Linked DNA regions of Bos taurus: region 1 is linked to region 2. A link is a contact called in public Hi-C data. All regions are on one chromosome and are shown on one strand. Each heading gives the region's core, a stretch centred on a gene start, on an enhancer-like site or on the middle of the called end of the contact. The rest is flanking DNA. Distances are from core to core; before and after follow the strand shown.

Evidence for each region. Hi-C and Micro-C count contacts between places; a contact is called where the count stands out from the background.
Region 1: a contact with region 2 is called in a Hi-C map of liver, with 2.1 times the contacts expected there. The contact joins the promoter of ZFP36L2 here to the enhancer-like site in region 2. A contact is called at or near these places in 4 of 11 Hi-C or Micro-C datasets (liver, skeletal muscle, skin fibroblasts and 1 more).

Annotation. Positions count from the first base shown.
Region 1 is chr11:25,509,292-25,514,428 of ARS-UCD2.0, forward strand. It overlaps ZFP36L2 (ZFP36 ring finger protein like 2), which reads right to left and starts at 1,453. Exons shown (of 2, transcript NM_001191191.2): 1 at 1,102-1,453; 2 at 1-609. The coding sequence starts at 1,152. THADA (THADA armadillo repeat containing) reads right to left here. Exons shown (of 39, transcript XM_059891734.1): 39 at 5,071-5,137.
Region 2 is chr11:25,467,333-25,472,542 of ARS-UCD2.0, forward strand. No RefSeq gene overlaps it. Among named protein-coding and RNA genes, the nearest start is that of ZFP36L2, 41 kb to the right of the region's middle. Within about 2 kb of position 2,844, at least 12 of the 102 cell types and tissues checked have an H3K27ac peak or open chromatin away from gene starts, as enhancers often do. A contact at or near this core is called in liver and skeletal muscle, where this site is marked.

The DNA of each region.
Region 1 (5,137 bases), core at 203-2,702, 41 kb after region 2:
CGCGGGTCGCCGCTCATCAGCGTTGTGGATGAAGTGGCAGCGCGGCCCGTAGGGGCAGAAGCCGATGGTGTGGAAGGTGCGGCACAGCTCGGTCTTGTACTTGGGGTGCCGCGTCAGGCTGCGCAGCTCGTGGAAGCCGTGTGCGAACTGGCACTTCTCGCCGTACTTGCAGGTGCCACTCTCCTCGAAGGGCCGGCACAGCTCAGTTTTGTAGCGCGTCGAATTGATCTGGGAGCCGCCGCCCCCCTTCTGCTGTTGCTGCAGGTGCAGGAGGTGCTGGCTGCGCTCCCCGTTCTCGCTGAACGAGCGGTCCCGGAATTTGTTCTCCTTGTTCAGCAGGGCGGTGCCGCCGCCCCCCGACGGCTCCTTGAGGGTGCCGTAGGAGGCCGAGCCGCCGGCCGCCGCGCTACCGTTAGCCGCGCCCGGGAACTTGGGCGAGCAGCTGCCGGGGCTAGGCGCGGGGTGGGCGAGCGCGTGCAGGTTGCTGGCCGAGTGCCGTCGGAGGAAGCCCGGCGTGAAGCCCGAGCTGGGGGCGGTGGCCACGGGTGTCCCCACCGCCTTCTTGTCCAGCATGTTGTTCAGATTGAGGTTGGCCAGGGATTTCTCCGTCTGCCAAGAGGAGGGGAGCGGGGAAGAGATGAAAAGGGAGGAGGGAAGAGTTGGGGCGAGTTGCGGAGTAGCCACTACCAGCCCTCCGATTCTTTTTCTTTTTCGGATCTCGATTCGGCCCAACTTCCACCCTTAAACGCGCACAAGAATCAAGTTCGCACTGGGAGGAGCCGGACTCTCCCACCCTAGGCCGCCCTGCGGCGCGACATGTGATCCTCAGCCGTGGGCCGCAGGCCTGGGCGGCGCAAATCCCGTCCGGGAAGCCCCGGGCAGCGTGGCTGTGGTCAGCTGCGGAGAAACTAACAGCTACAGCGACTCCCTTCTGCCTTTCCTCCCAGCTGCTCCTTCTCCCCGCCCACAAGGCTCGAGCAACAGTGCAAACTCTGGGATTTTTCCCCAATCTAAAAAAGTCAGAGCGGGAAGAGAACCCCCAAAGCCGAGGACAGAAGGCCAAGCCTGAGAACTCGAAGGGCTCCCTGCTCACCCGCGTACCTTGCACAAGAAGTCGATATCGTAGAAGGCGGACAGAAGTGTGGTCGACATGTTTCTGGATCCTCTAATGGTCGGAGCTGGAAACTGGGAGATCCGGAGGAGCCCTCGGGGCGGCGCGGCCGGGCCCGAGCCACGACGAGTAACGGGCGAGGGGCGAGGAAGGGACCGAAAGTTTGCTGGGGGCCGAGAAAAGAGGGAGCGGGGGCAGCAGCGTGGACTGGGTTTGAGGGTGCCCGGGAGTGCGGAGTTGGGGGGAAAGAAGAATTAAGCTAGAGCGCACCTCCGCGCCCCGGGGTGCCCGGCCCGCCCCCCCCGCGCGGAGCCGACGGCAGCTCGCGGACTGGTGGAACTCAGCGGCCCGCGAGCGCGCGCCCTATATAGAGCCCCCGGAGCGCGGCCGCTCCGGGGCGGGCGTGCCAGGGGAGGGGACAGAACGCTGACCCCGCCGGGGTCTCCAGGCAACGCCGCCCGCCCGCTGGCGGACGTCAGGAGCCTTCCTGGCCTCCCATTGGCCGCCGCCAATTTTTTTCCTCTGGGGGAGGGGACGGAGAGGCCTCGGGGCGGGGCTGGCCGCCTTGGGCGCCCGGGGCGGCGTGGAGATCTCGGCCCAGATGGGTGCTGCTGGTTGGTGGCGGGAAGATACGGCTCCCTTCCTCTGGGGCTGTTCTGTCGGAAATCCCCAGCACGTCTAACGTGGTTGGGTTTCTGCAGCCCTGAACGTGTCTTTCCCCGCCCGATCCTGCTAGGCGAAATTTCGGAGCTTTTATCTCCCACTCTTTTATACTGGGCGCGGGAATTGCAAAGTGCAAGAATATTGCAACCGTCCGCGTGGCCCGGCTGCTTTGCAAAGGGTCCTCTGGCCGGGGGGGCGGGGACTTTGGGCCCTAGTTTAATGGGTGGTGGCTGCGTCCCGACTGCACGTGGAGATGCGGTGGGGGTGGGGGCGGGAGCGGCCACGCGGGCGGCCGCCTGGGCAGTCTCTCCCGGAGGAGCCTGGGCCCGTTTCTCCGCCCCTCTTCCCGCCCAGACTGCAGTAAACAGGGCTTGAATGCCGAGGCCTGCCGGGCAGGGCTGAGTGTCTGAGGACAAGGCGCTGGCTTTGCTAATCACATCACAAGACCTTGAGCCAGGGCCAAAGTCGCAGAGTGGCGCGGGGCGTCCCGGGCGGGAGAGCCGGCTGGGAGGACGGGAGGAAAGGCCGGGAGAGCCGCGCAGGCATGGAGGCCACTTCCCGCCGCCTTGTCCGTCTGCTGGTCTGTCCGGCTTTCCCCAGTCTTCCTGGGGGTCGAGGTACAGCTGCCAGCCGAGGCTCCCGTCCGCGGCAGCCTTGGCCTGGCGCGCCTTCCTAGACCCTCCCTAGCCGTTCAGGGCGCCGCGCCCTTCCTTAGCTCGTCCTGGGTTGCGAGCTCCCGCTGAGGCCGACTTTCAGCCAGGCAAGGCTGGGCACCGATGATTCCCCTAGTGGGCTCTCCTTACCTTCTCTTGCCAGTCCCACACCCCAGAAGCCTGCATTGATATAAGATTTTGCCAGCCGGTGCCCTCTGGGTGCGAGGCAGACACCACCCCGCCCCAGCACCCAGTGAGGCTTAAGCCGCTGTCAGATCTGGGGTCCGGTCCAGGACACTTCTCCGCAGACGCTGCCTCTGAAAGGCTGGAATCCGGCCCATGATTTCGCACACCTGGCAGCCTAGGCTGTTACTGGGCCTAAATTGGAAGGTCCAGTACCTGCCAGGGAAAGAAGCTCCCGCGACCCACGCCCCCTTGCCCAGTTGATCTTATTTCTGGCTGTGTATCCTTGTGCTTATTTACATTCCGCTGCACTCACTCCCTCTCTCAATACCCTGGGAAGGAATGAACTAGGCCTGTCTCTCAGGAAACCAACTCCTTCAAGTTCAGCTTGCATGCAGAGCCAACTGCTGGACTCTCCACCCATCCAGGGTGCTTGAGCCAGGGCAGGGCTGCAAGGACTTCAGGATCAGAAACATAGGGCTGGAGTTCAGACTCCTTCCCTTATAAACCACATGGTTTTAGACAAATCACATAATCACTTGGGCACCTGGGTTTCCTTGTAAAACTAACATAATTCCTGCTTTACTAATATATCACCTTTTGTCAAGGTGCCAATGCAAATGAGTTATCTGTTATGGTGTTTAAAAGATAAACAAGTGTATTCCATCTTATTAAATTGACAAAGCAAAAAAATGGAGCAAGTCAGACCTCCGGATCAAGGCTAGATGGGTGAAGGTCCACAGAATGGTGAATGTAGAGCTGAGAGGGCACCAGATCTCGGACCCTCCAGCTTGGAGCCAAGGGCAGTGACCTCAGAAGAAGTGACTAGTCTCACCACCCAGCCTACACTGATCGTTAGACAAGGCTGGGCATTCGTGGCGGACACTTGTAGCCTAGAATACCCAAGAACCCTGACCCTGTTTTTGTTCCTTATTGAAATGAACCCAAACGCAAAGAGTTTGAGGATGGCTCTGACAGTGGGGTATTCTGAATTGCCCTGGGAATGCATCAGCAAAGTGCGAAACAGCCATTTCCCAGGCCACCACCCCTGCTATTGAGGGTCAGTGACGAGATTTCACATACAAAAACCAGTGGAAACATGTGCCTCTCCTGTACTCCCAAGCTGGTGACAGCCAGCCAAGATCAAAATCTGGGGTAAGTCCCAGTCAACACCTATGAGAACACCCACTTTGCGAGTTGGGTAGAAGACTTTGGGGCTTGTATGCAAACATGCTATGGTACATGCTTTGGTACAGAGTACCTGCTGGTAAAAATATTTTTATTATTATAGAACTGCTTTTATTTCATTTTAAATGGAGAAAAAGGGTATGCTGGCCTTTTCCAGTGAGCTGTTTATTAGAGCCAGTTTCATAATTATTCTACCATGGTTATCATTATGTTGTACCAACAATTACCTGACTTCTCACCAGCCGTGTCTTCTCAGAACAAAAAGAAATGTTAAGCTGGCAACTTTCCATCAAGTGTGGGATACACAGATGCCTAACCAGGTAATTAATTCAGGATCACAACAAACACATTTTGAGCTGAATAGTGCAAAACCACCAGGGAATTTCCTGTTCTTTTTAGGACAAAACTTTGGACACTAAATTAACTTCTTTCCATGCCTCTTCCTACAGCTCTTTACTAGTAGGCTCTATTTATTTAGTGTTAGGTGGTTTTCTTTCAAAGAGAAACAAATTATATTTGAAATATAAATCTTTCTGCAGTAGGAAATGATCATATCAAACCCTCTTCCCTCTAAACTGCCTGATCAAACCCTCAAACATCAATAAAATAATTATAACTGGTTGCTCACCTGTGAAGTATTTTAAAATATTTAGACTCTAAAAGCTGAACCAAGTGTACATTCAATTACTGAAATGGTTTCTTCAGATAACTAGGATGAAGTGGACGTGGATGAGGTTATGACCTATCCAAGCTATGAGTTTCAAGATAACTGTCTTTGAGTGACACTCTGAAATTACAAATTAAAAACGGTAAGCCAGGAGAAGGCAATGGCACCCCACTCCAGTACTCTTGCCTGGAAAATCCCATGGATGGAAGAGCCTGGAAGGCTGCAGTCCATGGGGTCGCTACTAGTCGGACACGCCTGAGCGTCTTCACTTTCACGCATTGGAGAAGGAAATGGCAACCCACTCCAGTGTTCTTGCCTGGAGAATCCCAGGGACGGGGGAGCCTGGTGGGCTGCTGTCTATGGGGTCGCACAGAGTCGGACACGACTGAAGCGACTTAGCAGCGGCAGCGAAAAACAAAATCAGCAGCAAAACGTATGCAATAGCGACACCTGCTGGGTGTCTGAGGAAGTGGGGAGGGCTGGATTTAGAAAAGCAGAAAATCCTGAGGTTTGTAGATTAAATCACTAAAATGGATAAATGTTTTCTGTGATACTAAGTAAGAATCTTTTTGTTACTGCAACCAAGAAAATGATAGTAAACAGTGTAGACATCAAATAAGTCATTTATTCTGACTCCCCTTTCCCCAGGTTCCTTCTAACAGCCAAGAGGCT
Region 2 (5,210 bases), core at 1,594-4,093:
GGGAAGGTGAGGCCCAGCCCCCACATCCCCTGCCCCAGCGAACATCCTCTCTGCCTGCCTTTGTTCACAAAACCGAAAAAGTGATGATGGTTTTCCTTCCTCTCTTTAAGAAAACAACAGAATCAAAACAAACAGAGAAGGGGAACTCCCTTCTGTAGCTTTTGCCAGAAATAAAAGGAAGAAATAGTTCCAGTCCAGCCTTAGGCCTGCTACCCGGACAAGGTGTAGGAGGGGAAGAGAGAATAGCCCCCTCAAAAACCCAAGCTTCAGCACCCCTGCCTCCTGGTCCTTATCCAACCCTTCCCCCACTGGTCATCTCACCACCCAAGATCACACACACACTGACACAACAGAGGCAGCTGAAACTTCGCAGAGGGCTTTAGTAAATTGTAAAGAAAGGCAAAAAGGAAATAAAAACACCCCCTCCCTAAAATACAAACCAGCACTGGCCACCTCCCATGGCCACTTCCCACTCAGGGCTCCCAGGCCCTGCCCCATTTCTCTTTTCTGAGCTGACTTCTCTGAAGTCTCCATAGAGCAGGGATACCTCACAAGATTCCGTTCTTCCTATAATCAACTTGCCTGTACCTTGGTGGCCACAACAATCAAAGTCTGGAGTAGCCTTCAGTTCCTGGTACTGAAGGACACCCATCCTTACCCTAGCCTGAGCCCTCCCATTCATCCCCTAGTTCAGCTTGCAGTTCCAGATATCTTGTGCTGATTGGCTCATCTGGGGTGACTGACAGCTTCAGAGGTGTGCCCCCTGCATACAAGGTGGCCTTAAAGGCTCAGCAGTGTCATCCTCATTGAGGGACTTGATCTCACAGAATTGGCCCATCAGTCAGTTTCACTCTTTGACAGCAACTCTGGGACCAAAAGTGCCTTTTGAAAACTGTTTGGATAGATTAAGGAGTTGTGATCTAGTTTCAAGGTCAGAGGGTAGTTGGAGAGCAGCTTTTCCTCACTGGACTCACTAGTCTCAGCAAGTACTAAATGAGTACTTAGTATTGTACTCCATACGGTACTTGGTCCTATGGAAAGTGTAAGGGGACAGATGAGTCTCGGGATCTCCTGGAGACCTGAGAGAGATGGTGGTAGGGAGAGGATTGTGCCTAAACCATTAGAGAAGTGTCTAAATGGAAACTCATCTCCTCTTGAAGATGTGTGAGGGTAGGAGGAAGAACACAGGTAACACTGCTAACTCTTTGGGAATTATTGCACCACAGGATTCTGGGCTCCCTCTTGTTTCCCAGGGCTGACGAGGCCTGCGTTTAGTAGGTGTTCAGTTTGTGTCTGTTGGACAAACAGCCGCTGTTTGAGCTTCACTGACACTGGAGAGTCAGAGGAGGTCAAGCAAAGAAGACTTTCCTGAGGATGAGCCCAGGGCAGGGCTAAGGCCAGACTTTCTACCTCTGTAAGTGTTGGCTTTCCTCAGTTCCCGCTGGTCCTCCTCAGCCTTCATCCTTTGTCACCTGGACATTAAGGCTGCATTCTTCCTTTGCTTTGTGCCTTTAATACATCCTCCAAGTGGCCTCTGGAGCTATGATGCCAAAACACAGTTGTGTCATGCCTTCCTGACCGCCAAAGCTTTTGCCAGTTGTGCTTGCCCACCAAACAGAGTCTATGACAGCTTCCTCTCTCCCCCAGGCTGCAGTGAGCACCCGTGGTTGGGGGCTCAGGCTCCACAGTCAGGCCCCTGGGTTTAGATTCTGGCTCTACCCCCTTACCAAGTGGTGACCCAGGACAAGTTACTGATACTTTCCAAGCCTCTGTTTCCTCTGTATAAGATGGGGATGCCAACAGTATCCATTCGTAGGGGTTGGGTGAGGGTTAAATGAGATATATCCTACGTAGAGATACACAGTCGAGCCCCCAACACTTGATGGCATTCCTCAGAATTCCCAGGAGGACTCTTTGTCTTCCCACTGACACAGGAAGATTCTGGAAGGCAGGCACCATTGTTCTGTATCTTTCCTAGGTCCTAGCTGTTGTTCCATTGTAGGAGTTCAGTAATGCTTGTAGGCCAGGGTGTAGAGCTTAGAAAGTGAGCCCAGAGCTGGCAGATTTGATTTCTCTCTAGCCCAGAACACCTTCCTCTGCCATCCCTGGCCCTAGCACACTCCTGCTCCGTCTTTAAGACCTACTCTGTCTTGCCTCCTCCAAGAAGCCTTCCCTGGTTCTCATGTTGGGTCAGGCCCCTCTGTGTCCCTGCTGCAAGCACAGTAGATATGTCCTGATCAACACACTATTATAGAGCAGTTCTTGGTTTAGGCGACTGGCTTCCAAGAGACTGTGCCCCATCTCACCCCCTGCCAAGTCTGGCTCAACAGCAGTCCAACGTTTTGATGAATAAATTGATGGATTTATTCTGTGACCTTGAACAAATCCCCTCTGTCCCATTCTAACAAGGGGAAAGCACTGTCTTTCTTGGATAAGTAGGAGGGAGGAGCCCTGAGGTAGAAGGGGCAGGGCCAGGAGAGGAATGGAAGAGCTTGTGGCTAAATGGGATCCCTCAGGGGCAACCATGCTGGCTTAAGCAGTGACAGCTAGAGTAGAGAGTTGCCCCATATCCTGATGAGCCCCGGGTGAAGGGCTCTCCCCACATGAGGATGGAAGAGCAGGGTCCCTTGGCAAGGCCAACTGAAAAAAAGGAGGTCTCTGTTTTCAGGCTCTTCCCGTTCAGTAATGTGGCTCCCAAGAGCCCCCCACAGGATCTGCCCACCCTCCCTCCCAGCCATCAGCACAGCTGTGACCTTGAACTGGTCACCACTCATCCCTGGACTTCCAAGTTCTCTTCTCTCCTGCCCAGGGCTTAAGGTGCCACCATGGGCCGGTGCCTGGGAAGGAGGCCAGGGATGGACTCCTGGCTGGCTGACCACTCCCCAGTGGGGTGTTGGCCTCAGCAGGCAGGTTTCAGCTTTCAGAGTGTTTTCCTGTCTAGGGCACTTTCTATTTTTCAATACTTTTCCTAACTCATCCAAACAAGAAAAAAGGAAACTGGTGAACCTTCTAAGGGCTAGGAGGGTTGGGGGTAGGCAGAATTTACCCTGGTAAAGGCCAGAGGCAGGGCTAGGGGCCCCTCTACCCCCATCCCCCCATCGCCCCACTCCCCTCCCTGCCAGGCTGACTCATTGTTTTGCAACAAACAGGCGGCCAGGCCCTGGCCCTGGCAGTTTCTCGAAGTCCAGCCTCAAAGCAGGCTGGGTTCAATCCCTGCCCTCCTAACGGCCCAGGCAGGCCTGGGATGATTGGGTTATCTCTGCCTGCATCCCCTTTGTTTGGGGCAGCCACTTGCTAACCTGAAGTAAACACACTTGTCTCTGGACACATGAGAAGAGAAGGGGCTGTTATCTTTGAGACCAGAGAGATTCCTCTCCCCTGACAGGTTCCTCTGCAAAGGGGAGGGATTTCAGATGGTAGCATCCAGAGACTGGTGCCCACATTCAAATCCCAGCTCCGCCTGCCACTTACTGTGGGTGGCCTTGGGCAAGTCACCAACCCTATCTGCTTCGACCTCCCCAGTCTACAAAATATTGGGATACCAGTACCTACTTCAGAGTTGTTCTGAGCATTGATGAGTTCATATTTTAAATGGGCTATATGTCGTTATTGTTTAGTTGTGTCTGACTCTATTGTGACCCCACGGACTGTAGCCTGTCAGGCTCCTCTGTCCATGGAATTTCACAGACAACAATACTGGAGTGGGTTGCTATTTCCTTCTCCAGGGAATCTTCCAGACCTAGGGATTGAACCTTCCTCTCCAGCATTGGCAGACGGATTCTTTACCACTGAGCCACCAGGGAAGCCCAAGTGGACTATATAAATACTATTAAAAAAAAAAAAAAAGCTCTATATAAGTGGTGTTAAATGAGGGTAGGGGGAAGGTCTATAATAATGAACACCCTAATCCAGGCTCTGAGGGCATTTCCCAGTCCCCTATCCCCACCATCTCCCACTCACTCCCCTCAGTGGGCCAAGCTTCTTTACTTTGCATCCCTGAACAGAGGGCATTGATGGGCCCCAGCAGGTAGGCACTGGGGCCCCATGCTCCTTTTCAAATGGAAGTTGTGCAGGGGAAATCCTCAAGGGAGGTAGGCGCCAGCCTGGGGAGGGTCTGGCCACCTGAGGGGCTGCATGGAGAGGGTTTGCAAGAGCTTTTAGAATTTCAAAAAGAATCCCCAGGAATGGATAGTCCACAGGGGTGGAGTGATGGAGAGGGCCAGGGCAGGGTGGGGGTGGCGGAGGGGTGGGGGCGGGGTGGAGGTTGTGTGGCAAACTCCCTGAAGTCCACTGGGGGTACCTGTCCCTCCATTTTCTTTTCTGGACTGAATTTCCCAAATAGTCTGATTTCTTAGGCTCAAGTACCAGATTCAAATCTTGGTTCTGACCTTACGAGAGACTCTGGGCACGTTAATTACTCTCTCTCTCTCTAAAGCTTATTTTCCTTGTCTGTGACAAGAGGTAATAATCCCGCCTTGCAGGGCTGGCAGGGGATTAAATGAGGCAACACAGACAAAGCTCTTAGTGTGAGGCCGCCGGGGGGCAGGACTTCATCGACGAGTGTCCTCTAGCCCACCCCCACCCCATCCTCACCCGAGACCAGAGAATCTCCTTACCTCCAGCCGGACTCCATTTGGCAGTAGACTGATACCCCTCCCCACCCCTGCTTCCTGCATCCTTTGTAATGAATCCAAGGACCTAGGCGGGCTTCTGAACCTCTTCCCTCCTGGTTTCCCCAGTGGGGAAAAGAAGTTGAGTCCAATTCAGCAGCACTGGAGACTGGCGTTGGGGTCCAGTCTCCTCCATTACTAGCAGTGAGTCCCGGGTCACAAGCCTCTATCACTCATTCATTCAGCAAATATTTCTGAGCCCCTGCTCTGCGCCTGACACTGTACAGGGTGCTGCAGGCACAATGAAAAAGATAAATCCAATCCCTGAGATCAGAGAATCATAGTCTGTCAAGGAAGACAAACATTAAATATATATACAGTAACATAATTATTGAGTGCTACAGAGAGTGAAGGTGCTGTGGAATGATATTTCATGGAGGGCTCAAGAGACAGTATTTCTGTGGCTTGAGCCAGGACCTGAAGGATAGTGAGGAGTGAAAAATAAGAGCGGGGAAGGAAGAGGGGAAGAACACTGTACAGACAGCAGAAATAACAAGTGCAAAGGCCCTAAGATCAGAAGACTTTGGTACTCTTACTGAA